Regions from separate parts of the Sus scrofa genome. Here region 1 is linked to region 2. The links are chromatin contacts, called in public promoter capture Hi-C maps. All regions are on one chromosome and are shown on one strand. Each heading gives the region's core, a stretch centred on a gene start, on an enhancer-like site or on the middle of the called end of the contact. The rest is flanking DNA. Distances are from core to core; before and after follow the strand shown.

The links. Promoter capture Hi-C pulls out the DNA fragments that hold promoters and counts their contacts.
Region 1: a contact with region 2 is called in a promoter capture Hi-C map of fetal liver, with 2.2 times the contacts expected there. The contact joins the promoter of FAM129C here to the promoter of JAK3 in region 2. A contact is called at or near these places in 2 of 5 promoter capture datasets (fetal liver and liver), 1 of 47 Hi-C or Micro-C datasets (embryonic fibroblasts) and 1 of 2 datasets of contacts at active chromatin or transcription factors (alveolar macrophages).

The regions. Positions count from the first base shown.
Region 1 is chr2:60,182,486-60,189,969 of Sscrofa11.1, forward strand. FAM129C (niban-like protein 2) reads right to left here and starts at 3,287. Exons shown (of 17, transcript XM_005661181.3): 1 at 3,064-3,287; 2 at 1,613-1,743. The coding sequence starts at 3,118. It overlaps PGLS (6-phosphogluconolactonase), which reads right to left. Exons shown (of 5, transcript XM_021083556.1): 5 at 4,205-5,428. The coding sequence ends at 5,342.
Region 2 is chr2:59,903,583-59,911,338 of Sscrofa11.1, forward strand. It overlaps JAK3 (tyrosine-protein kinase JAK3), which reads left to right and starts at 2,319. Exons shown (of 24, transcript XM_005654907.3): 1 at 2,319-2,474; 2 at 7,683-7,756. The coding sequence starts at 7,696. It overlaps RPL18A (60S ribosomal protein L18a), which reads right to left and starts at 2,660. Exons shown (of 5, transcript XM_021083534.1): 1 at 2,469-2,660.

The DNA.
Region 1 (7,484 bases), core at 2,037-4,536, 280 kb after region 2:
GGCCCCATGATGCCCCAGGTGGGATGGGGGAGTCCCAGGTGGGAGGGGGCTCTGTGTTCCTGGAGCCAGGGAGCCCCACCCCAGGGCAGGCACAACTGAGAGAAGGGGCATCTGAGAGAGGAAATCTCAGAGCTCCGACTGGGACAGGGGACCCAGCGTCACAAAGAGTGTGGGCTCTGGGTTTGAACACTTTGCGTCTTGCTGGCAATGTGACTTTGGGCAGGTCACTTCACCTCTCTGTGCCCTATTTTCCTCACTGGTCAAAGACCCATCTCCTGGGCTGGTAAAGACCGAGTAGGTTGGGCAGGGCGTGTGGATATCCTGGGCACCACTTTCCAGCTCAGGAGACATTTGGAGCTTGGCCTGGGCAGCTCCAAGCTGTTTTGTTCCATCCACAAAGTCTTCCTGAGCCCCTACTAAGGACAGGCATAATATGGGCACATGGGGTCAGGGTGAAGTGGAGAAGAGGCTTGCCCCTATCCTTGCAAAGCAGACAAATAGAGGTGGTGGGTATGTGACCAGGGAGAAACAGACAATTTGGGGGGGGGGTGTTCCTAGAGGAGGTGCCCGAGTTAAACGGGGCAGTGGTAATCAAGGAAGGCTTCTTGGAAGAAGTAGCAGCCAAAGTGTGGGGAGGAATGGCACATGCAAAGGCTGGGGGGTCCCATGGGAGTGCTGTGCCTTGGGGTGCTGCACTCAGGCAGGCCACACCTTTTCCAGCTTCAGGGCTTTTGCATTGCTGTGCCATCCGCCTAGAATGCCCTTCCCATTCTGAGTTCCATCTCTGGCTCCTTCTAATCCTTTACATCTCAGCTCAAAAGGACCTTCCTACACCCCAGTTTCCTGCCCCCGACACCGCCTTTCATTTTGTCTTTCTAGTACCTATCTGAAGTTATCCTGAGTTCCCGTTGTAGCTCAGAGGCTTAAGAACCCAACATAGTGTCTGTGAGGATGCAGGTTTGATCCCTGGCCTCGATCAGTGGGTTAAGGATCCGGTGTTGCTGCAAGCTGTGGCATAGGTCAAAGATGCAGCTTGAATCAGGCATTGCTGTGACTGTGGCATAGGCCTGCAGCTGCAGTTCTGATTGGACCCTAGCCTGGGAACTTCCATATGCTGCAGGTGTGGCCCTTTAAAAAAAAAAAAAAAAAGAGTTTATTCTGCATCCTGATGTTAACTTGATAACTAATTTGTCATCATTCCTCCTCCCCCACCCATTAGACTGTGAGCTTCAAAGGCCAGAGCAGGATCTGTTTCAGTTACTACTCTGTCCCCAGCATCCAGCCTGGGATGTGGCATGCAGTAGATTAAATGGCCAGTGAATGTTCCAAGAATGAGGTGTGTGTTGGGGCTTTTTTGGGCTGCACCTGTGGCACGCAGAAATTCCTGGGCTAGGGATCAAATCCATGCCACAGCAATGACCCAAGCCAGAGCAGTCACAATGTTGGATCCTTAACCTGCTGAGCCAGCAGGGAACTCCAAGAAGGAATTTTTAACAGTTATCCCTGGTCAAGGAACTAGTGAAGGCAAAGGTGTGTGCAGCAATCCTTGAATGAATGAATGGCCTCTTTCACCTCGCCCACTCAACATCCCCTCCCCTTTTGCAGCACCCACTTTGCTGTGCAGTAGCTGGCATCCGGCTGGCTCCTGGGGGCCCAGCTCTTGGGAGATCTGCCACAGGACCGAGGCTGCCAGTTGCCCACGGTAGCAGGGCAGGAAGTTCCTCAGTAGGGTGTCCACCTGGCCTGCAGGGACAAGGTAAGGTGGCTGAATCAGGCTCCCTCCCAACCTGCTGAAGGTAGGGGCATAATAGGCAGAGAAGCCACTTATTGACTCCTGCACTCATCCCGAAGTTGCCCAAAAAGATTTGCTCCAATTCCATTCACACTTAACCCTTCACTGCCTGTTTTTATCCACATGGGGGTTGGGAAGGGGGAGTTAAAGGACACGGGCTTAATTTGTAACTGAGGTTCAACACACCTTAATTGTACAAAGCATAGAATTTAATGAGTTTGACATATATACACACCCATAAAACCATCATCATGATCAAGATAAAAAACAGAGGGATTACACCTGAAAGTTCCCTTGTGCCCCTTACCTGGGGAGATTTTCAAAATCTTAAAAGCTTCACCCAGCATAAGGGACCTTTCTGGGATGACGGAAGTGTTCTGTACCCTGATCTAGGAGGTGATTACATAAGTGTTAAAGTTCTTCAAGCTGCTCCTCTAAGATATGCGCACTTGACCGTATGTAAAACATATCTATTTTGCCACCTGGAATGTGGACTCAATGACTGGAGCTTCAGCAGCTATTCTGTGTCATGAGGCAATCTCAGGCAAAGAAGCCACACAAGGTAGAGCCATGAGATGAAGATTTGGATTGTCTAACTTTTACCAGCCTGCCTGCCACTGTACCCCTCTATAGGAGGGAGAAATAAATCTTTATCTTGTTTAAGCCACTACAGGAAAAAAAATTCTGACACTTTGCAGAGCTTATTGATTCCAATGGTGTAATGATAACTTGACCTGGTTTCCTAGTCTGGATAATAAGCCCACCGTGTCTCTAGCACCCAGTAAGTGCTCAACTGTGAGTACAGAGGATGGAGGACACTGGCCCTTCTCTGTCTCAAATTGGGAACTGTGACTTGGTCCCTAGAGTCCACACAGAAAGTTCCCTTGTGCCGGGTGAGGCTTTTAAGATTTTAAAATCTTTGCAGACTTATGCTAAAAAAGTACTCCTTATTTACCTGGCCCACTTGGGAGGATCATCCCACAAGATCTGGCTGGGCTTGGGCACTGCCTACCTGGCCCCATGCCCTGAGTTTGGTTACCAGATTTACCAAATAAAAGTACAATACACCAATTAAATTTGAATTTCAGGTAAATAAGGAATACTTTTTTAGCATAAATATGCAAAATCTGGGACACACTTAAACTAAAAAAAAAAAAAAAAAAAAAAAAAGTATTCATTGCTTACCTGGAATTCACATGAATAAAGCATCCTGGGTACAACCCGCCCTGAACCCCATCCACCAACCTCCTGCCCCTTCCCATTCGGCTCACCTCTCAGCTGCTTCTGCTGCCGCTTGTCCAGAGGGCTTGAGGGCCGCCCACCCATCCTGCTGCCGTCCCTTGGGCTCCCCTGAGAGTGAAGCAGACACTCCTCCCTCCCTACGACCCCTAGACTCCTCAGTTCAGGACACACTGGGGTCAGAGCGGCCAGTGAGGGTCCTCCCTGCTGTGGAGACCAGCTGCCTGGAGTCAGAAAGCAGAGCTTGGTCCCAGTGTGTGTGGGATGCCTGCTCCCTGTCCTGCCCTGCCCCCCACCCCGCCCCACCCTGCACCTGTGTCCTCCTGGTTCCCCTGAGGCCAAGTCCCCCAGAGCTGGTGGTTTCTGTAGGGACTTCCCCCAGGGGATGGGGGTGGGAGACAAAAGTCCTAGCTGGCTTTGGAGGACCTGCTAGCAGTTGTTGGTGTGGAGGGGCAGGGAAGGGATGGGTGGACAAACCTACCCCTCCTGCTGACTGTACCTACCCCATGCTGGGTGATTCTGAGGATCCAGCCCTGCCCCAGCCCCAGGCTGGGAAGACAGAACTGGACTGACGCCCCCAGTCCCTGCGGTCAGTGCTGGGGCACGGGAAACGGATGAGGAGCCACTGCTGTGCCCTGGACCGATGGGGCATGTCCTCTCTGTTCCTGCTTTACCAGTCACATATAGCACTGGACTGGGTCAGATTAGTCGGGCCTCCCCACCGCTTCACCTGTTTTTCCAGTGCCTGGCACAAAGCAGCCCTCAGTGTTTGGCAAAGGACGGAAGGGAAGGAGGGAAGGAAGGTGAGGAAGCAAGAAGCAGGAAAGAAGGTTGGTTTGCACTTTAGGCTGAAATATGATCAAATGGAGGTTTCACAGGCTTTCAGATGAGGGGAGTGTCAAGTCCTAGTGGGCGGAACACAGACATGATGGCTAGAGCACAAGCAGTCACTCTGGACCAGGAGGTGAAACTCACATGACAATGGCACAACTATAATGTGATTTGAGGGGGAGGTCCTCCAAGAGTTTATGACATTGCTCCATCAGTTCTGGCCTCCTTCTAGAGAAAGAGTTAAACCTCCATTTTGTGTAAACCACTAGGAACATCTGTAATTCTCACCAATGCCCCAGGATTCATTTCTTTTTTTTTAATTTTTAATTTTTTTTCAGCTGACAGCCTATGCCACAGCAATGCCAGATCTGAGCTGAGTCTGTGACCTACACCACAGCTCAGCAACGCCAGATCCTTAACCCACTGAGCAAGGCCAAGGATTGAATCCGCAACCTTATGGTTCCTAGTCAGATTCGTTAACGACTGAGCCACGGCAGGAACGCCCCAGGATTCATTTCTGCTTTTAACTTCATTCATGCCAGCCCGAGTGCCTTCCCTGAGCCGAGTACTAGGGATGCAGATGTGTGCGAAACAGACTATAGTTCCGTCCCCATGGACCATTGGTTACACAACAGAACGGTCAGATAATACTGGCAAGGGAGAAAAATGGAACAAGAAGAAACAGAAAATGCTAGGGGTGAGGAAGAGTCAGGGAGGTTACGTTGCCCCAAGATCTGAAGGAAGTGAGGACCAAGCCTTGCAAAAAGCTGGAGGAAAGAGAATAATAGGTATCGGGTAGCAGGTACAGCACATGCAAAAGCCTCGAGGTGGGAATGCACTTGGTTGGGAAGAGTGAAGGAGGAGCAGATGTTAAGTAGGAGGGGGGATGGGTGGCAGGGGCCACACGGGGGCTTGTGGGTAGAATGAGAAAAGTGGGTTTTATTCTGAAGATGGAAGGGAACCTCAAGCAGGCCTGGAGCTGGCACAGCTGCTTCAAAGGAGAAAGGAGTACAGAAGGAGTGACACAGCTCAGTCAGGGACCCTCACTTGGGTCCCTGTATCTGTCTCATCTTTTTCCCTTCATTTCTAGGCACCCCTGCCCTGATCTCTGCCTAGGCTTTAGGGGTCACGGCCACCTGCCTTGGCCCAAGGCCACGGCTGGGCTAATTTCCTTCCAAGCCTCTCCTCCGCATTTCTCAATCTGTTTCCGCCCAGGCCCCGTCCCACTTCCTCACTCTCACATCTGAGTGATCAACCTGGACAAGACGTTGAAGGAAACTTCACTTTCTGTGGTTTCAGTTTTGAGGTTTCAATTCCCACGTCCCTTGCCCACCAGCCTCCCCCAGTCCCTAGAGCCAGCCAAAGCTGACACGTGGCCCATGAGCAGATGCTGCAGTCCTTACATACAGAAGCAGCACCTTGGTGTATTTGATGTATTCAAGGCTCTGAGCAGGCCTGCAGCATGGCCAGAGGCAGAGGTCATGACTGGTCCTCTGTGTGCAGTGGGAGGTTGCCTAAGTGAGTATGAGTTGAATTGTGGCCCCCAAAGGATGTGTCCACAGGCCACTATGAAAAAGAAAGAAAAGAAAGCACGTATTAGCTAAGATGTATAGAAATTTGAACCCTTATGCACTGTTGGTGGGAATGTAAAATAATACATTTGTCGTGGAAAATAGTATGGAGGTTTCTCAAAAAACTAAAAACGGGAGTTCCCGTTGTGGTTTAGTGGGTTAAGAACCCAACATAGTGTCCGTGAGGATGTGGATTCAATCTCTGACCTCGCTCAGTGGGTTAAAGATCCAGTGTTGTCACAAGCTGCTGTGTAGGCCGGCAGCTGCAGCTCCTATTTGACCCCTAGCCCAGGAACCTCCCTATGCCGCAGGTGCAGCGCTAACAAGAGAAAAAAATTAAAAATAGAATTACCACAAACTATCACATTTAGAATGGATAAGCAATGAGGTCACGCTGTATAGCATAGGGAACTATATCCAATCATTTGTGACAGAACATGTTAGAAGATAATACAAGAAAAATAATGTATATACATGTACAACTGGGTCACTCTGCTGTACAGCAGAAATTGGCAGAACATTGTAAATCAACTATAATAAAATATATTAAAAATAAAAAAATAAAAATAGGGAGTTCCGTCGTGGCTCAGTGCTTAACGAACCGGGCTAGCAACCATGAGGTTGTGGGTTCGATCCCTGGCCTCGCTCAGTGCGTTAAGGATCTGGTGTTGCCATGAGCTGTGGTGTAGGTTGCAGACTAGGCTTGGATCCCTCATTGCTGTGGCTGTGGTATAGGCCGGCAGCTACAGCTCCGATTAGACCCCTAGCCTGGGAACCTCCATATGCTGCAGGCGTGGCCCCAAAAAGACAAGACAAAATAAATAAGTAAATAAAAATAGAATTACCATATGCATATAACCTAACATTTCTACTTCTGTATGTATATCCAAGAATTGAAAGCAGGCTCTCGAAGACATTATTTATACACTCATGTTCATAGCAGCATTATTCATAATGGTTAAAACATAGAAGGAACTTAAATGTCCACTGACTGATGAATAGATAAGTTAAAATGTGGTATAATGTGATATATTCATATCTCTTTTTTTTTCATTTTAGGGCTACACCTGCAGCATATGGAAGTTCCCAGTGTAGAGGGTGGAGGCGGAGCTACAGCCACTGGCCTATGCCACAGCCACAGCAACGCCAGATCCAAGTCATATCTGCAACCTATACAACAGCTTGTAGGAATGCCAGATCCTGAGTGAAGCCAGAAATCGAACCTGAGTCCTCACAGAGACGTCAGGTTCTTAACCCACTGACCATCAACGGGAACTTCTAGTTGAGGATCTTGAGACGAGCTCATCCTGGATTTAGGGTGGTCCTATAGCCAACAAGTGTCCTTATTAGGACAGGACGCAGAGACACACACACAGAGAAGGCCATGTGACAACAAAGGCAGAGTCTGGAGTGATGTGTCTACAAGCCAAGGAAGGCCAAGAATTGCCAGCAGCCATCAGAAACTGAGAGAAGCCTGCAAGAGATTCTCCCCTGGAGCCTTCAGAAGTATCTGACCCTGTTAACACCTTGATTTCAGACTTCTGGCCTTGGGAACTGTGAGACAACACATTTCGGGTGTTTTAAGCTACCCGGTTTGCGGCCCTTTGCTAAGGCAGCCCCAGGACACTGATTCAGGGTGCCCATCCCTGCCCTCCATGTGCTGGGATAAAGGCTGCAGGTCAGGTGCTCTGCCTGGGTACCCACAGTCCCACTGCCCAAGGACCACAAGACAGTGGAGACTTCAAACAAATGCTTCTTTTAATAACTGAGTCACCCAGGGCCACAGCCCATGGGCTGAGCCCCTGGGCAGGGCTGGTGGTGGGCCCTGTTGACTTCCAGTGGTGCCACGTGGCTTTTCTAAAATGAAGCCCAGGGTGGGCTTGGCAGTGGGGCCCAGCCCCAGAAGGTCCCAGCCCATTGGGCTGCATGTGGTCCCAGCTGTAGCATCTCTCAGCGCCGGCTACAAAGTGGAATGCTTCTCGAAGGGCACAGTCAAGAGTCTGGCTGCTGCCTCATCCAGGAACCAGCAGAGTTTCCCTGTGTGGGGCTGG
Region 2 (7,756 bases), core at 1,069-3,568:
GGGAGTTCCTGTGGTGGCTCAGTGGTAATAAACCCAACTAATATCCATGAAATGTGGGTTTGATCCTTGGCCTTGCTCGGGGGTTAAGGATCTGTCATTGCCATGAGCTGTGGTATAGGTCACAGATGCGGTTCAGATCCCATATTGCAGTGGCCGTGGTATAGGCTGGCAGCTGTAGCTCTGAATCGACCCCTAGCCTGGGAACCTCCACAGGCTGCAGGTGTGACCTTAAAAAGAAAAAAAAAAAAATCCACAGATAACTTTACAGTTGGTCCTCCCTATCAGAGGTTCCATTGAGTTAACCAACTGCAGATATTGTAGTACTGTAGGATATATTTATTGAAAAAAATCTGTGTATAAGTGGATCCTTGCAGTTCAAACTCATGTTACTCAAGGGTCAACCTTACGTTTAACTGGAATTTCTCCTATTATGAGTGAGGCCGAGTATCTTTTTCTGAGTTTAAGAGCCATTTGTCCTTCATCGTCTATGGTTTCTGGGGTTCACATCCTGTTAAGTCATTGGCATTTTCTCTTTTCTTTTTTTTCTTTTTCTTTTTTTTTTTTTTTGTCTTTTTTGCCATTTCTAGGGCCGTTCCCGCGGCATATGGAGGTTCCCAGGCTAGGGGTTGAATCGGAGCTGTAGCCACCGGCCTATGCCAGAGCCACAGCAACTCGGGATCCAAGCCATGTCTGCGACCTACACCACAGCTTACAGCAACAGTGAGGCCATTGAGCGAGGCCAGGCATCGAACCTGCAACCTCATGGTTCCTGGTCGGATTTGTTAACCACTGAGCCATGACGGGAACTCCTCATTGGCATTTTCTTATTGTATTCTAGGAATTGCTTCTACAATGAAGATATTTGATCCACGACATGAGTTTACCATTGTTTCCAGTTTCTCTTGTGTATTCTTTGACAGGGTTTGTGGGCTTTTTGCTAGTACAAACTTTGAGAGGTTTGCACCACTCAAGTTTTTGATTTTTTGGGAGGCACATTCTGGGCTCCACCTCCTGGAATCTCCTAATGGAGCCATCACATGTCCCTCTCTGTGGCTGACGGTGCCACCTTTGTCCTGACCCTGTTTGCCTTCTGCTCATTCCCTACATTCCACAGTGACCATCCCACTGGAGTTTCGGGGCCCCAGAAACTCACTGTTTTTCCTGGAGGGCAGGAGCCTCCCTTTCAGGGCCAGGGTGGGTGTGCGTGTTTGCATTCCTCTCTGCTGAAGCCATCCAGGAAGTGAAACAAAAATGCTATGGCTAAGCCCCCATGCTGCACTTCCTGCCGCAAGCTTGCTGTGGCTCCCACTCTGCTGAGGACACAACCCATATCCCTTCCCTCTACCCTCAAGGCCCCACTGATGCCTCCAAACAAGTCTCAGCACAGCGTGTCCCTGCCACCCTCCCCTTCTCAGGAACACTGTGATCTTGTCCAGCTTTGCCTGGGCTGTTGCTCTGCCAGAACTCTCCACACATCCAGCTCACTCTCTGGCTAATCCTACTTGTCTTTGGATTTCAGTATCAAAGTCACTTTCTCCGGGAAGCCCTCCCAGACCAAATCTCTCCTAGCAGCCTGGCACCGAGGGCCACTGAAACACTTATTGGATAATCGCTTGTCATCTCCCCTACTAGACTGTTGGCTCCACCAGGAAGAGACCAGATCTACTCTGTCCCCTGCTGTGTCCCCAATGCCCTGCACACAGGAAATGGCTAATAAGTGTCTGTGAGCAACTGAAATCAATGAAATCTGTACCAAAGCTATTTTCGTGCCAGGGCTTGTGACAGGATTATACAGAGGAAAGTGTTCTCTAAAATCTATCTCCAAAGCTCTACTTTCTGGGGTGTGTATCCTGCAAAGAATACTGGCCTGGGTCTGACCTGGACACTGTCCCAGTCCCCTGCCTCTTCCACTCATGAGAGCCTAAGGGGTGTAAAAAAGCATCCATCAGGAATTCTCACTGTGGTGCAGCAGGTTAAGGAGCCAGTGTTGCCTTTGTGGCCGCAAGGGTTCAATCCCCAGCCTGGAGCAGTGGGTTAAAAGGATCTGGTGTTGGCACAGCTGTGGTGTAGGTCCTGCGCAGATCCAGCTTCATTCCTTTCCCTGGGTGCAAAATTAGTTCCTCTGGGTGACCAACCCACATATGCCACAGATGGGTAAACTGAGGCCCTAGAAGTCAGGATGTGCCCCCACCCCTGGTAAGACCTGGGCTCTTCTCTGTGCCATCACCCTTTCCCTTAGGTCTGGGGGCTCCAGCAGCCTGTCTGAGCAGGACTGCGTCTACAGAGGCTTCCGGAACTTTCTGCCCCTCCCTGCCACCGTCCCCCACATGGCCATGACTTTCGGTAAGTGACAGCGGCTCAGGAAGCCGAGGGGCCCACACAGGAAGGAGCGAGTGGGACTTTCCTCCTCTTGTTGCTGCCCCACGGTGGCGGCTCTGCCCGCCTGTGGCTGCCCCAGGGTCACCCACCTCCAGGTAAGACAGGTTAGAAACGGTGCCGCCACAGGGCTCTGGCTGGGGGTGGCGGGTGGGGGTCCAGGGAATCCGTGTGGTGGCTACAGACAATGCCAAGTTTGCCTTCCAGGCCTCTGAGGAAAGCTGCCAGATGTGCGCTGGGACTGCTGGCTCCGGCAAAGTGCTCCCCTCTCTGTGCCTTAATTTGTCCTCAGTGAAGTCCCAGCTCCCCAGACCTGAAAGAATCTTTGCGCATGCGCTCAGTACTGGGGAAGCTGTTCCCAGCCCCCAAGTTGCCAGGCCCCAAGCCGGAGCACTGGGTGACTAACCAGATGTCCCAGCATGTGGGACTTTTGGTGTTAAAACAGGGGCATTTTTCTGGGCCCCAAACACCACCTCTGACTTTCTTCCTCTTTTTTTTTTTAACTTTCGCTATTTAAGCAATCTTGTTTCTTTAAGATTTGTTTTAAACAAAATATGTGGTGTGTAATTCCATTTAGATAAGGTTGCAAAGTCAGGCAAGAGCAGGGCGACTGTTAGAAATAAGACTGTGGTTACTTCTGTGGGGAGTGACAGGGGCCCCAGAGCTCCTGGGCCTGGGCGTGTTCCAATTGCTGGTCTGGGAGCTGGTGACACTGGAGTGTCGCTGGTGGAAAGTTCTCTCTTCGCCATGCCCTCCTTCCCTGACGATGAGCGCCAAATCACTGTGCTAAGGGACCCTCCTATCTGGTTGAGCTGGCATTTGTCAAGTGCTTGCAGGACATGTTACCAAGGATTTGTGCCACTTAGTGTGGATTAAATGTGTTGACAGCCTTGGCTGGGCTCTGCAAACCCCCTCACCCAATCAGCTGGGAGCCAGCACATTCCACAGCTGAGAAAGTGGGAGCATTGCTGGGGTCACAAAGCTGGGATACGGTGGGGCTGGAATTTGAACCCAGAGTCTGGGGTTTTCATCTATCCCCTGTCTCCGGTTTATAATCTGGGTGTGTTAAAATCTCATTCATACTATCTATCCTCCCGCCATTAATTTGGAACATAGTTGTTGTTGGTTTTTTGGTCTTTTTAAAAGGGCCACACTCCCAGCATATGGAGGTTCCCAGGCTAGGGGTCTCATTGGAGCTACAGCCACAGCAATGCCAGATCTGAGCCACATCTGTGACCTACACCACAGCTCACGGCAATACCGGATCCTTACCCCACTGAGCAACGCCAGGGATCAAACCCACAACTTCATGGTTCCTAGTCAGATTTGTTTCCACTGCGCCACTATGGGAACACCTGGAACATAGTTTTTACCCAACATTCTCTTCTTCTTCTTCTTCTTCTTTTTTTTTTAGAGCCACACCTGTAGCATATGGAGATTCCCAGGCTAGGGGTCCAATCGGAGCTGTAGCTGCTGGCCTACACCACAGCCACAGCAATGTCAGATCAGAGCTGTGTCTGTGACTTATACCACTGCTCATGGCAATGCTGAATCCTTAACCCATGCTCGAGGCCAGGGAACAAACCAGCGTCCTCATGGATGCTAGTCAGATTTGTTTCCACTGATCCATGATGTCTCCTTTTTTTTAAAACTTGTTGTTTGCAAAGAGTTCCTTTTTTTTTTTTTTAAATCACTCAATGAATTTATTACATTTATAGTTGTACAACATCATCACAACCAAATTTTATAGCATTTCCATCCCAAACCCTCAGTGCATCCCCCCACCCCCCAACCTGTCTCATTTGGAAACCATAAGTTTTCAAAGTCTGTGAGTCAGTGTCTGTTCTGCAAAGAAGTTCATTGTGAACTTTTTTTAGATTCCACATGTAAGTGATAGCATTTGATGTTGGTGTCTCATTGTCTGACTGACTTCTCTTAGCATAACTTCTAGTTCCATCCATGTTGCTGCAAATGCCGTTATTTCTTTCCTTTTAATGGCTGAGTAATATTCCATTGTGTATATGTACCACATCTTCTTGATCCACTCCTCTGTTGATGTCGATGGACATTTAGGTGGTTTCCATGTCTTGGCTATTGTATGCAGTGCTGCAGTTAACACTGGAGTACATGTGTCTTTTCGAGTCATGGTTTTCTTTGGATAGATGCTCAGAAGTGGGATTGCTGGATCACATGGTAATTCTATGTTTAGTTTTCTGAGGAATCTCCATACTGTTTTCCACAGTGGTTGCACCAATTTACAATCTCACCAACAGCGTATGAGTGTTCCCTTTTCTCCACACCCTCTCCAGCCCTTATTGTTTATAGACTTTTTGATGATGGCCATTCTGGCTGGTGTAAGGTGGTACCTCATGGTGGTGGTTTTGATTTGCATTTCTCTAATAATGAGTGATGTTGAACATCTTTTCATGTGTTTTTTGGTGATCTGTATGTCTTCTTTGGAGAACTGTCTGTTTAGATCTTCTGCCCATTTTTTGATGGGGCTGTTTGTTTTTTTGGTATGGAGCTGTAGGAGGTATTTATAAATTTTGGAGATTAATCCCTTGTCAGTCGATTCATTTGCAAAGATTCTGTCCCATTCTGTGGGTTGTATTTTCATTTTGTTTAAGGTTTCCTTGGCTGCGCAGAAACTTTTAAGTTTAATTAAGTCCAATTGTTTATTTTTGTTTTTACTGTCATTACTCTAAAAGGTGGATCTGAGAAGATGTTGCTGTCATTTATGTCAGAGAGTGTTTGGCCTATGTTTTCCTCTAAGGGTTTTATAGCATCTGGTCTTATATCTGGGTCTTTCATCCATTTTGAGTTTATTTTTGTGTATGGTGTTAGGAAGTGTTCTAATTTCATTCTTTTATGTGTGACTGTCCAGTTTTCCCAGCACCACTTACTGAACAAGCTGTCCTTTCTCCATTGCATATTCTTGCTTCCTTTGTTATAGATGAGTTGGCTGTAGGTGCGTGGGTTTAATTCTGGGCTCTCTATCCTGTTCCACTGATCTATATTTCTGTCTTTGTGCCAGGACCATACAGTTTTGATGACTGTACCTTCATGGTATAGTCTGAAGTCCAGGAGCCTTGATTCCTCCAGCTCCATTTTTCTTTTTCAGGACATCTTTGGCTATTCTGGGTATTTTGTGCTTCCAAAAAAACTTTAAAATATTTTGTTCTAGTTCTGTGAAAAATGTCATTGGTAATTTGTTTTGTTTGTTTTTATTTTATTTTTATTTTTTTGCTTTTTAGGGTCACACCCAGGGCATATGGAGCTTCCGAGGCTAGGGGTCTAATTAGAGCTACAGCTGCCTGCCTATGCCACAGCCACAACAATGCCAAATCCTTAACCCACTGAGTGAGGCCAGGGATCGAACCCTCAACCTCATGGTTCCTAGTTGGATTCGTTTCCACTGAGCCATGACAGGAACTCCTGTCCTTGGTAATTTGATAGGGATTGCGTTGAATCTGTAGATTGCCTTGGGTAGTATAGTCATTTTGATACTATTGACTCTTTCAGTCCAAGAGCATGGTGTATCTTTCCATCTATTTGTGTCATCTTTGATTTCTTTCATCAGCGTCTTGTAGTTTTCAGAGTACAGGTTTTTGTCTCTTTAGGTAGGTTTATTCCTAAGTATTTTATTCTTTTTGATGCAATGGTAAAGGGGATTGCTTCCCTAATTTCTCTTTCTGAGCTTTCATTGTTAGTATATAGAAATGCAGTCGATTTCTGTGTATTACAATGTCTCCTTTAAAAAAAAATTTTTTTTTTAATGGGTGCACCCATGGTGAATGAAGTTCGCAAGTCAGCAGCTGAATCCAAGCCACAGTTTCAGCCTATGCCACAGCTGCAGCAATGCTGGATCCTTAACCCCTTTTCCCCAGGGGTGGAACCCATGCCTCCACAGCTACCTGAGCTGCTGCAGTCAGATTCTTAATCTACTGGGCCACAATGGGAACTCCCAACATTCTCTTTGTATCTTCTTCACTTGGGTCAACTGAAGTGGAGCTTCTCCACTTCCCTTCCTTTTCCTCATTGGGGCTGAAACCCAAACCCTTCCTCTATCCAGCCAAGGGTCTTGAGCTCAGGGGTCCCCCAGGGTGTCAGAGATCTGGAAGTTAGTTGGTGAAGAACGCCTGGGAATAAGGTGGGTGGTTTCCTCCTGGGTCTATCTAGGGAGGGCCTCCTACTATCGGGGCCTAATGGCAGGAGTGATGAAGAGGATGGAGATGTAGGCAGCAGGAGAGACAGACACAGGCAGACTCTGTTAACTGAGTCATCAGTCTGGATCTGCCCCTAAGGCATGCATCACACCAGGTGCAAAAGCTTCCAGCCCCCTTGGAGTTCCCGTTGTGGCTCAGTGGTTAACGAATCCGACTAGGAACCAGGAGGTTGCGGGTTCGATCCCTGGCTTTGCTCAGTGGGTTAAGGATCCAGCATTGCCATGAGCTGTGGTGTAGGTTGCAGACGCGGCTTGGGTCCCGTGTTGCTGTGGCTCTGGCATAGGCTGGCAGCTACAGCTCCGATTAGACCCCTAGCCTGGGAACTTCCATATGCTGCAGGAGCGGCCCAAGAAAATGGCAAAAAGAAAACAAAAAGCTTCCAGCCTCTGCTGGAATACCTCAGACCCACAGAGAGGGATGGCCACTTCTGTCCCTTTAAACACCCATGTGTACAAGCCAGTGCCCATCTGCTAGAAAGTAAATCCCTGTATCTGTGATTGATTCTTCATGCCTGTCTGGAGAAGGAGTTGGAGAGGGTGTGTGTGTGTGGAGGCTGACCAGAGATGTCTGCCCTGGGCATCAACAAGAGTGTGGCATATGAGTTCACACACAAAAATTGTTTTTCTCTTTTTCTTTTTTGGCCACCCTGTAGCATATGGGGTTTCTGGGCCAGGGATTGGATCCAAGCCACAGTTACAACCTATGCTGCAGCTGTGGCGACTGCAGGATCCTTAACCAACTGTGCCAGGCCAGGGATGGAACCTGCATCCCAGTGCTCCAGAGATACCACTGATCCCCTTGCACCAAAGCAGGAACTCTGAGTTCACAAAAAGTTGTGTGTCTATCTTCCAGTCCCCCAGCACAGCCTTCAGCTGGTGGGTAATGGCTTCTCATCCACCTTGCACACTCAGCTCCCTTCTCTACCTCTCTGTCTTTCTGTGTATCTCTGGTCCCTTTTTCCTCCCTCTTTCTCCAGCTTCATCCCTACCTCAGCCTGCAGTATCGCTGCTCCCTACCCCCAGAGGCTTTCTAGCCTTGTCCCCTGACTGCAACTGAGGTGCTGTCTCTTTCTGTGTCCAGCCAGGCTGCACTCATGGCACCTCCAAGTGAAGAGACACCCTTGATCCCTCAGCGCTCCTGCAGCCTCTCCTCTT